2 separate regions of the Mus musculus genome follow, and region 1 is linked to region 2. Evidence: chromatin contacts called from public Micro-C data. All regions are on one chromosome and are shown on one strand. Each heading gives the region's core, a stretch centred on a gene start, on an enhancer-like site or on the middle of the called end of the contact. The rest is flanking DNA. Distances are from core to core; before and after follow the strand shown. Region 1 holds the start of Ppm1e (protein phosphatase 1E (PP2C domain containing)). Region 2 holds the start of Gdpd1 (glycerophosphodiester phosphodiesterase domain containing 1).

Region 1 (4,262 bases), core at 451-2,950, 280 kb after region 2:
AACAGTATTTTAAAATTAATTACTGGATGGTTTATAAAGTGTGGCATCCGCACAGTCCAATTCTACAGATCTGCTCAGTGGCTTTTCCCTTTGACAGGCTGCTGCTTTTAACAGGAGAATGGTTTGATCAGTTGTCTATGAGGTCTGATGAAGACAAAATAGCTTTCTTTTCTAGCCCCCTCCAGGCTTTGGAGAAATCCAGGAAGTGGGTTTGAACTTAGCCGCAGTGAATCTTGCGATAGTAAACTTTTGGGGTGGTCAGAGTAACACCTTTCATTACAACTATTAGCTGAATGGCAAAAGACTCTCGGGTTTCCCAGTGTTTGCAGAGGCATTATTTCAGAACAATTCCATTTGGAAAGAAACGCGATTGTAAACCGTTTCTATTTCAAGCCCATAAAAAGCAGAACTCGGATGAAAGGCAAAGCCTTGACCTTTCTATTTTAGACTTGCATCTGGGTAGCTAAGCCATCTGCTTTTCTCCCACCTCCCACCCCATCTACTTAATGGACTGAAAATACTGCACTTAATTGCAATTTTATCCAACCAGGCTGACTTTTCTGACTTACGACCTCGTCTTTTCACCTAACGGCTTGCTCGGTAGGGTTTTACTTACCCTTCCTTCCCAATTCCTCCCTACCGCTCTCAATTATATGCTGTCAAATGTCTGCAAAGTATGATACTAGGCTCTCACGTAAGAAAGCCATCTATAGAGCCTTTTCATTTCAACAGTGAGCGCCTGACGGAAAATCTAGGGGTCTGGGCTCCTCTGGGCACCGACGGTATTAGCTTTGTTGCGGTTATGTAGAAAGGCACCTCTTACTGCCTGTAAAGGAGTCGCGCGTCCCCACCGCCCAACAAGGAACGCAGCCCGGGAAAGGACAGACAGACGAAGGTGGGAGGAAACCCCGGGAAGAAAGGCGCAGGGAAGAATGGGGAGCCCAAGACGGGAGGGAAGACCTTGGCAGGAAGGTTCTGGAGGAAGGTGTGCGAAGTGGCCGAGAAGCTGGCCGAGAGGGCCAGCGAAGAGGGGCCGGGGGCAGGCGGGGGGGACCCCGCCCGGGTGCCCCGCGGGGACATGGGTAGCGGGGACGGGAACCCAGGCCGGCACCCCGGGGATGGCGGCCCACCCGCGGCCGAGCCCCGCTACTTAACTATTTGTAGAGCTGCTGCAGGCACAGGTCCAGGCTCTCGCCCTCCACCTCCTCTCGGGTGATGCGCTCCGACAGCGGCCGTGGGAGCGGGGGCAGCGGTGGCAGCTGGGGCTGCGGCGGTGGCGGCACGGCCGAGTGCCCCGGGGCAGCCGCTTCCTCCTCTTCCTCCTCCTCGCCCTCCGTCGCCGTCTCCTCCTCCACCGCCTCGTCTTCGGGCTCGGGGTCTTGGTCCTGCTCCCCCTCCTCGGTCGCCTCTACCGTCGCAGCGTCCTCCCCCGGTTCCTCCCCCGAAGCCTCGGCCGCCTCAGCCGCGACTAGCTCGGCTTCGGGCTCGGGCTCGGGCTCGGATTCGGGTTCGGGCTCTGGCTCGCCGCCACCGCACGGTCCGCGGAACTCGCCCAGGAACAGCTCCAGGAAGCGCCGGTAAGTTTTCTCCTCAGGGATGCAGCCCGCCATCGTTGCTCATGCCCCGAGGTCCACCGGGAAGGGGGTGGGAGGTGAGCCCAGGAGGAGGAGGGGGCTGCTTCGGAGCCTCGCCTCCCGCTACGGAGGGGGAACGGCCGCACGGGCACCGGCGATCAGCACTGGGTTGCCTGGAGAGGGCTCCCGCAGGCGTGCGCGCCACCGAGCTCGGACGTGCGCGGCCCGGGGGCGGGGGCGGAGCGCGCCACCCCGCTCCGGTCTGGAGGGAAAGTTGGTGGCGGGCGCGCGCACAGGGTCCAGCGGCGGCCCACCCGCAATCCCTACCGAGAGCTCAGCCCACGCTGCCTAGAGACTGTCGCCATGGCAACCGGTTCTAATTAAGAATTCCAAGGTCCCTCCCGTCGAGTCTGTGGAGTGGTAAGGACGCTGGACTCCTGCACTCCAACTTCGAATGGTCTTTGTGGGGTGAAGACCCTAGTTTCATGATAAGCACTGAGACATCTCTGTTGGTTCCACCAGGAGTGTACTGACTTCAGTTTCCTTATCTGCTTGCCTTGCCGTAGTATATCTCTTGATCCGATGGCACGCAGTAAACACCTTTTACTAATGATATGTGTTGAAAAAGTAAAGGTCCAGGCACGAGCACCCAAAAAGGGTAGTTTCCTTTGTCTAGGTTCTTTCGTTTGATTCTATGTATCCTCCTTTCTCAAAAAGATGAACGTGAGAAATTAAACAGTAATTCGCTTGCTTAAAAGTCAAGACTTTCTAGCTGTGGCATTGGTGTTAGAGCCCCTTTCAAAGTCTCCAAAGCCTTTAGAATCTTTCCCCTTAACTCTGCTCTATGAAAATCTAGCTGTGCCTCGTATCTACACAATGTCTTATTTATATAGGGCTTTGCAGTTTACACGTGTTCGTCTCTAATCCTCACAGCCTTTTAAGGCAAAGGTTATTACCGTTAGGATTCTGTTTTACAGATGAGGAAACAAGCCTTCAAAACAGTGACTTTGCTCAAGGTCAAAAGCAAGCGATGCAACAAGAATTCAATCCGAGATTGAAGTGGTAGATTTCACTTGTAAGTTTTCCATCACCCAAAAACCCCTGCTTAGTTTCTGTATAATGCATGTCATTATATTATATTATCCTACCATATAATCCGTATTTTGTCTATATTTTGTTTGTTCTTCCCCACCACCTCCTGTGTCTCTTCTTACTCCCTCCCCCAAGCTAGAACTGAAATGACTTTAAATTATTCTAATTTTCTTACCAAACTATAAACAAACCTATTATTTTCAGGCTTCATGGTGATGATGTTGGTGGTGGGTGCTTTGAAGATGCTGTGCTGTACAGCTGTATGGATGATAGCATCATTGCTGCATACTACCACGTCCACGGCAGCATGTAATTCAGCACAAACATAGTGATTTTTCCCCTCTGCTTTGAAAAAACATGTACTCACAAATTATCCACTCCATCTCTCCATTTATTGTTTCTGGGTTTCAGCTGGATTTAGGATCAGAAATACCATTTCCAGTCAGTTATTAATGACAGAAGAGGGTGCGTTCTCACCAACTGTTTTCCTATAATGCTGTATTTTTAAATCCCTGACCCGATACTGTTATTTTAAGATTAAGTGGGTTGAACTTACTAATGGTATCATGTAAAATAGAGTTCTATGCTCTCTCCTAGGTCAAGATTAAATAATACATGATAGAAAGTGTATAGTAAATAATGCACTTAGAATTTTTTCTATTTTTTTTCCTAAGATGAATGGAAAGACCAAACTAGTCTGTAGAAAGAAACTGCTCCATGGGATGCCAAGAAAGCCCTCAAAGTCATTTGTTTTCGACCTACTTGCTTACTGCCATTTCAGAAAAACTAGAGAAGAGCTGGGGTGCTGGCACAACCCTTAATCCCAGTACTCTGGAGGCAGAGACCAGTGGTGCTCTGAGTCCTAGGTCAGCCTGGACTGTCAAGTCCTAGGTCATCCAAGGCTATGTAGTAAGACCTTTAATAATAATAATAATAATAATAATAATAATAATAATAATAATAATGGAGTGACAACTTTCTAGGCTGCAGCAACTTTAAACGCCAATTTTACATTCCAACAAACTCTTACTATCCCCAATTTTAACACAGTGACATTTTAGTTCAGGAGTGCATAGCTGTCAATGCTAACAATTCATGTCAAGCTTCTTACATCATAACGTAGCAGCCTCCCTCATTTAGATGACATTTGTGACATTAATTTATGACTCAGCCCACACATCAAAAGGGAAATGATATATGTTGGTAAAACAGTACTTCTAAGAATAAAAGAAAAAACCCACACCTCTGCTGCTGGAAATGAGAGGCGTCTTTGCTTATATTAATGAAGACACTTTTTTACAAAGATCAATATAGATCCTATTGCATTCTTCTTAGCAAGAAAGCTTTGTCAGTGGCTGCTGGCAGAGGTGGTGGGATCTCAAAGCCGCTGTGTAGGTGGGCTGGCCGATGTCGAGTCGCAGTTCGTCCTTCCTATCACCCTGCTTCCCTGTCTCCTCACACCTCCAGGTCCATTCTATTGCGTTTTTATCTAATAGAAAATGTGACGAGCCCTGGCACATTCTCAGACTCTCAGAGTCATTTTCTACATTCGCTTGGTTTTTCTCGGACCACCTGAACATCCTTCCCTGCTCTCAA
Region 2 (4,361 bases), core at 1,344-3,843:
CTTAAATTCAAGTCTGTTCTGTTTAGAGCCAGCCTGAGCTACACAGCAAGTAAGAATACTTTCAAAACAAACAAACAAAAAAACCCAACAAACAAAAAACAGACAAGAAAACCCAAACAACCAAACCAAACCACACAAACAAACAAACACCCCAACAATAAAAATGGTAAGGGCTGGGGGCTGGTGAGATTGCTCAGTGGTTAAGAGCACTGACTGCTCTTCCAAAGGTCCTGAGTTCAAATCCCAGCAACCACATGGTGGCTCACAACCATCTGCAATGAGATCTGATGCCCTCTTCTGGTGTGTCTGAAGACAGCTAAAGTGTACTTACATATAACAATAAATAAATCTTTAAAAAAATAAAATGTTAAGGGCTGGGCTGGATAGATAGCATAGTGAATCATTTGGTTCAGAACCCCAGAACCTGTGCAGGAGCTAGAAGTAGTAGAACCAGAATCTGGTTTGTAATCCCAGCGCCCCTCCTGGCAGATGGGAGGTCAGACAGGAGAATCCCCAACTCCCACACTCGAGCTTACTGGTGAATCCAGCCTCGAATAACAAAAGACTTCATTTCAAACACAGTGAAACATAAGGACCAACATGCGATACTGTCCTCCAACCTCTACACATGCTCTGGAACATGTATGTGCCTACACTCACAGGCAAACACGCCATACGCCTATACACAGACATATTAATCACCAGGAGCTGGGCATGGTGGTCCAAGTCTTTATTCCCAGCACTTGGGAGGCAGAGGCAGGTAGGTCTCTGAATTTTAGGCTAGCCTGGTCTACTGATTGAGTCCTAGGACAGTCAGGGCCACAGAGAAAGAAAACCAAACAAAAAGTGGGAAACTGTGTTTAACTGATAAAACTGTACAAAAGAATGATAATGTATTTATTTCTATGACATATTTGTCATAATAGAAGTCATGGTCCCAGGATAGTTGTCCCAGCACTGGGAAAGTGGGGGCAGAATGCACAACCAGCCTGGTCTATATAGTGATTTGCAGACTAGCCAGCACGCCATAGCAAGACCCCATCTTTGAAAAATCTAAAACCAAAAATCATTACGGTACTCCATCAAATTTTAAACTATAGAGTTTACCATTGTATGATACATTTCAGGCAATTTTAACCCGGTGCTATATTCACCCTAAAGAAAAGTTTAAAGTGACCGAAAATTTTCATAATTTATACCTTAAGATTGAAATGTCCTGGGCTGGTGAGATGGCTCAGTGGGTAAGAGCACCCGACTGCTCTTCCGAAGGTCCAGAGTTCAAATCCCAGCAACCACATGGTGGCTCACAACCATCTGTAAAGAGATCTGATTCCCTCTTCTGGAGTGTCTGAAGACAGCTACAGTGTACTTACATATAATAAATAAATAAATCTTTAAAAAAAAAATTAAAACTATTACTTATAAAAAAAAAAAAATTGAAATGTCCTGAAGCCACATTATTGAACAGCAGTGAAGAAGCAAAGATGTGGCCTGTTATAGTAAATTAGAAGGCGGAGCGGACTCGCTTCAACCCTTATATACTTGATATTGTATAAAAGCAATATACTTTTGCAAGAGAAACATCTTTAAAAAAATACTGACTGATCATAAGCTAAATATTTTAGTCTTTTAGAAGCCCACCAACCATTGCTGGGGTAATGTTCAAAAATCAAAGTAAAACAACAACCCAGGTGCTAGGTTTTGGAATCCTTAGAACCAGAACTCTCCAAGTTGCTTGTGCCACTTCAGTCCACACTCTGTGACCTTGGAAAATGTCCCTGGTTTGGAGACATTTCTCTCCAGAGCTCAATTACAAACGCGTGGAGCGTGGCATCGCAGACTCCTCAGCTCTCGCTCCAGGTACTCGCAGATCCTCAGCTCTGCCGGAGCCCAAGCTCTTCCCCACGGACTCAGCCACCAGCCTATTCCAAGCAGTCTGTCCGTTCCTACTTCCCCCTGCGGGTGTCTCCTGGATCTGCACCGGCTTTGTGCCAGGCTGCCAAGAAGGGACCTCCCGATCATCCCTCCATCGGCCGAGGAACGCCCCACTTCTGTCTCTCATCCTGCGCTTCTCCTCCTCACAGAAGCCCTGTCACCCTAGCTCCCCAGAGACGCCCACCAGGACTGGGACACGAGACCCCTTTCCTTCCCTCCCCTCCGGACCACTCATCTGAGGAAGCCCTCCAGTTCCAGGAGCCCATTCTTCGTCAGCCTCTCCAGAATCCCCATCCTCTACCTCCTGCTAGGAAGCCTCCCCCATCCCCGCCATCGGGTTCTGGGGACCCCTCTCACCTCCGCGGTGAGAGATGTGCCTACTGAGGAATCGCTGTTTCTTTCTCTGGTGCAGCAACGCTGGGTATTTAAGCAACAAGAACGAGGTGACCAAATATCCCCCCAGAGTAGAGAGAAGGCAAAAAGCCGCGGTGGACGACATCCTCGGTCACCGCCTTCTGGGCCTGAGACCCCGACTGTGCTGTGATGGTAGCAACGGCCGCAGCGCCGGCAGCTGCTCGAGGTCTGCTCGCCCTCAGCCGGTGCCCTCGGCGTAGCGCACTTGTTCGTGCGGACTCAGCACGCAGGCGCAGCCCGACCCCAGCGCCCGAGCAACAAAGGGGCTCAGATACGCAGGCGCGCTACGGCGCGGAGCGTTGGGCGTCTGGCAGCTGTGGTCCCACGCGCAGGTGCTTCGAAGAAGACCCCGAGGCAAGAGGTTGGAAACTTGCCAGTGGTTTTATTTGTTTGGATTTGTTTGGGCAGTCCCTAAGCCGAAAACGCTCTCAAGCCAGGATAGCCTTCGGGGAAAATCTGACGTAACTGGGAAATGTGCATCAAAGGAGGATTCCAGGCCAGGTCCTAGTCCTTTCTGTGGGAAAAGCGAAGAATTGTTACTGATACCTCGAACTCGTAGCCTAGTTGGTTAGATCGTACGGGATTCAAGCCCCAGTACAAAATAAACATGAATAAAGAAACTGACCACTAAGTCCTTTCCTATAAAGACTGGCAACTAACTTTTCCATTTTTCTTTTTCATCTCCTACCTTACAAACTAGAAATACAGTAGGAACCACGTTTTATGGGGGCAGGGTCTTGGTTTTGTGAGATAGGATCTACTTAGCCCAGTCCGGGCTTGAATTCACTATATACCAGAGGATAGAGTCTTCGACTTCAGGTTCTTCTACCTCAGCCTCCAGAGTGTTGGGATGGTAGGCAAGCCCAGCTGTGGATCGTATTTTATGCAAAGTAATTAGCCACAAAGGCTGTGGCTGTGGCTCAGTTGTAAAGCACTTTCCAAGCACATTCAAGGTTTGGATTTGTTTATTGAGACAGGGTGTCTCACTGTGTTGACTGTGTGCTGGCCTCTTGATTCACAGAGACCAGTTTGCCTCTGCCTTCTAAGTATTGGGATTCTTTTCTTTCCCTTTTCTCCTCTCTCCCTTCCTCTCTCCGTTCTCTCTCCCTCCCTTCCTGTCTCCTCCCCCCCGGCCCCCCCCCCCCTTAGAGACTGGGTCTCACTATGTACCGAGGCTGATCTGGAACTCGCTATGACAATAGGGCTAGAGATCCACTTGCGTCTGCCTTCCCTTAAGGCCAGGGGTTTGAGTCCCAGGACAATTGCAACAACAGGCAGACTCACAGTATTGAGCTCCGGCTGGCTTCAAACTCCTAAGGGTGAAGCAGTCTTTTGGTTTCATCCAGCTCATTAGCTGGAACTGCAGGCAAGGGTTGCTGCACCCGATCCTATCTCGTTTATTTATTTTTTATGCATTTACTTATTTCCTGTGTAGTGTATGTGTGTGCACGTGTAAAGGCAGAGGACAACCTAAGGAGACCTAAGGTGGCAGCTCCTTTTCCCACTAAGCCATCTTGCTGGGTCAAGTGGCAGCTTTTGGAAAGGTGGTAAACACTCTATTTCACAAACATTGGGACTAAAATATCTAATCCTGTCAGGACACTATTTTAAATGTATCTGGGAAAATAGGATCAATTACAATACACTACATTGGGTCTCAACTTATTTTGCACTTATCTAATTGATAGCATAATCACAATTGGTGATTGTCATATGCTGGGGAAAGTTACTATAGATTGGTGAGATTTAGCAAATTATTTCATAGAATAGGTATTTAATTAAAGAACATTTAAGTCAGGCCTGAGGGTACAGGTCTGTAATCCCAGCAACTCTGGAGGTTGAGGCAGTAGGATTGTAAAATCTAGGTCTGCCTGGGTTACAGAATGAATTCAAGCTAGTTACTGTTTTCAAATATTAAGAACAAACAAGAGTGGGGATGTAACTCAGTGGTATACTTGAGATCTGAGTTCAATGCCTAGTGCTCAAAGTTTCTTTGTTAGCACACATCTGTA

The links. A called contact is a pair of places that touch in the nucleus more often than the background predicts.
Region 1: a contact with region 2 is called in a Micro-C map of embryonic stem cells, with 2.0 times the contacts expected there. The contact joins the promoter of Ppm1e here to the promoter of Gdpd1 in region 2. A contact is called at or near these places in 1 of 39 promoter capture datasets (neural stem cells), 1 of 484 Hi-C or Micro-C datasets (embryonic stem cells) and 2 of 115 datasets of contacts at active chromatin or transcription factors (bone marrow-derived macrophages and pancreatic cancer cells).

What each region holds. Positions count from the first base shown.
Region 1 is chr11:87,357,294-87,361,555 of GRCm38.p6, forward strand. Ppm1e (protein phosphatase 1E (PP2C domain containing)) reads right to left here and starts at 1,701. Exons shown (of 7, transcript NM_177167.4): 1 at 1,156-1,701. The coding sequence starts at 1,610. Gm33937 (a long non-coding RNA gene) reads left to right here and starts at 236. Exons shown (of 5, transcript XR_003949755.1): 1 at 236-600; 2 at 733-1,577; 3 at 2,552-2,649; 4 at 2,871-2,975; 5 at 3,341-4,262.
Region 2 is chr11:87,071,544-87,075,904 of GRCm38.p6, forward strand. It overlaps Gdpd1 (glycerophosphodiester phosphodiesterase domain containing 1), which reads right to left and starts at 2,594. Exons shown (of 10, transcript NM_025638.2): 1 at 2,293-2,594. The coding sequence starts at 2,434.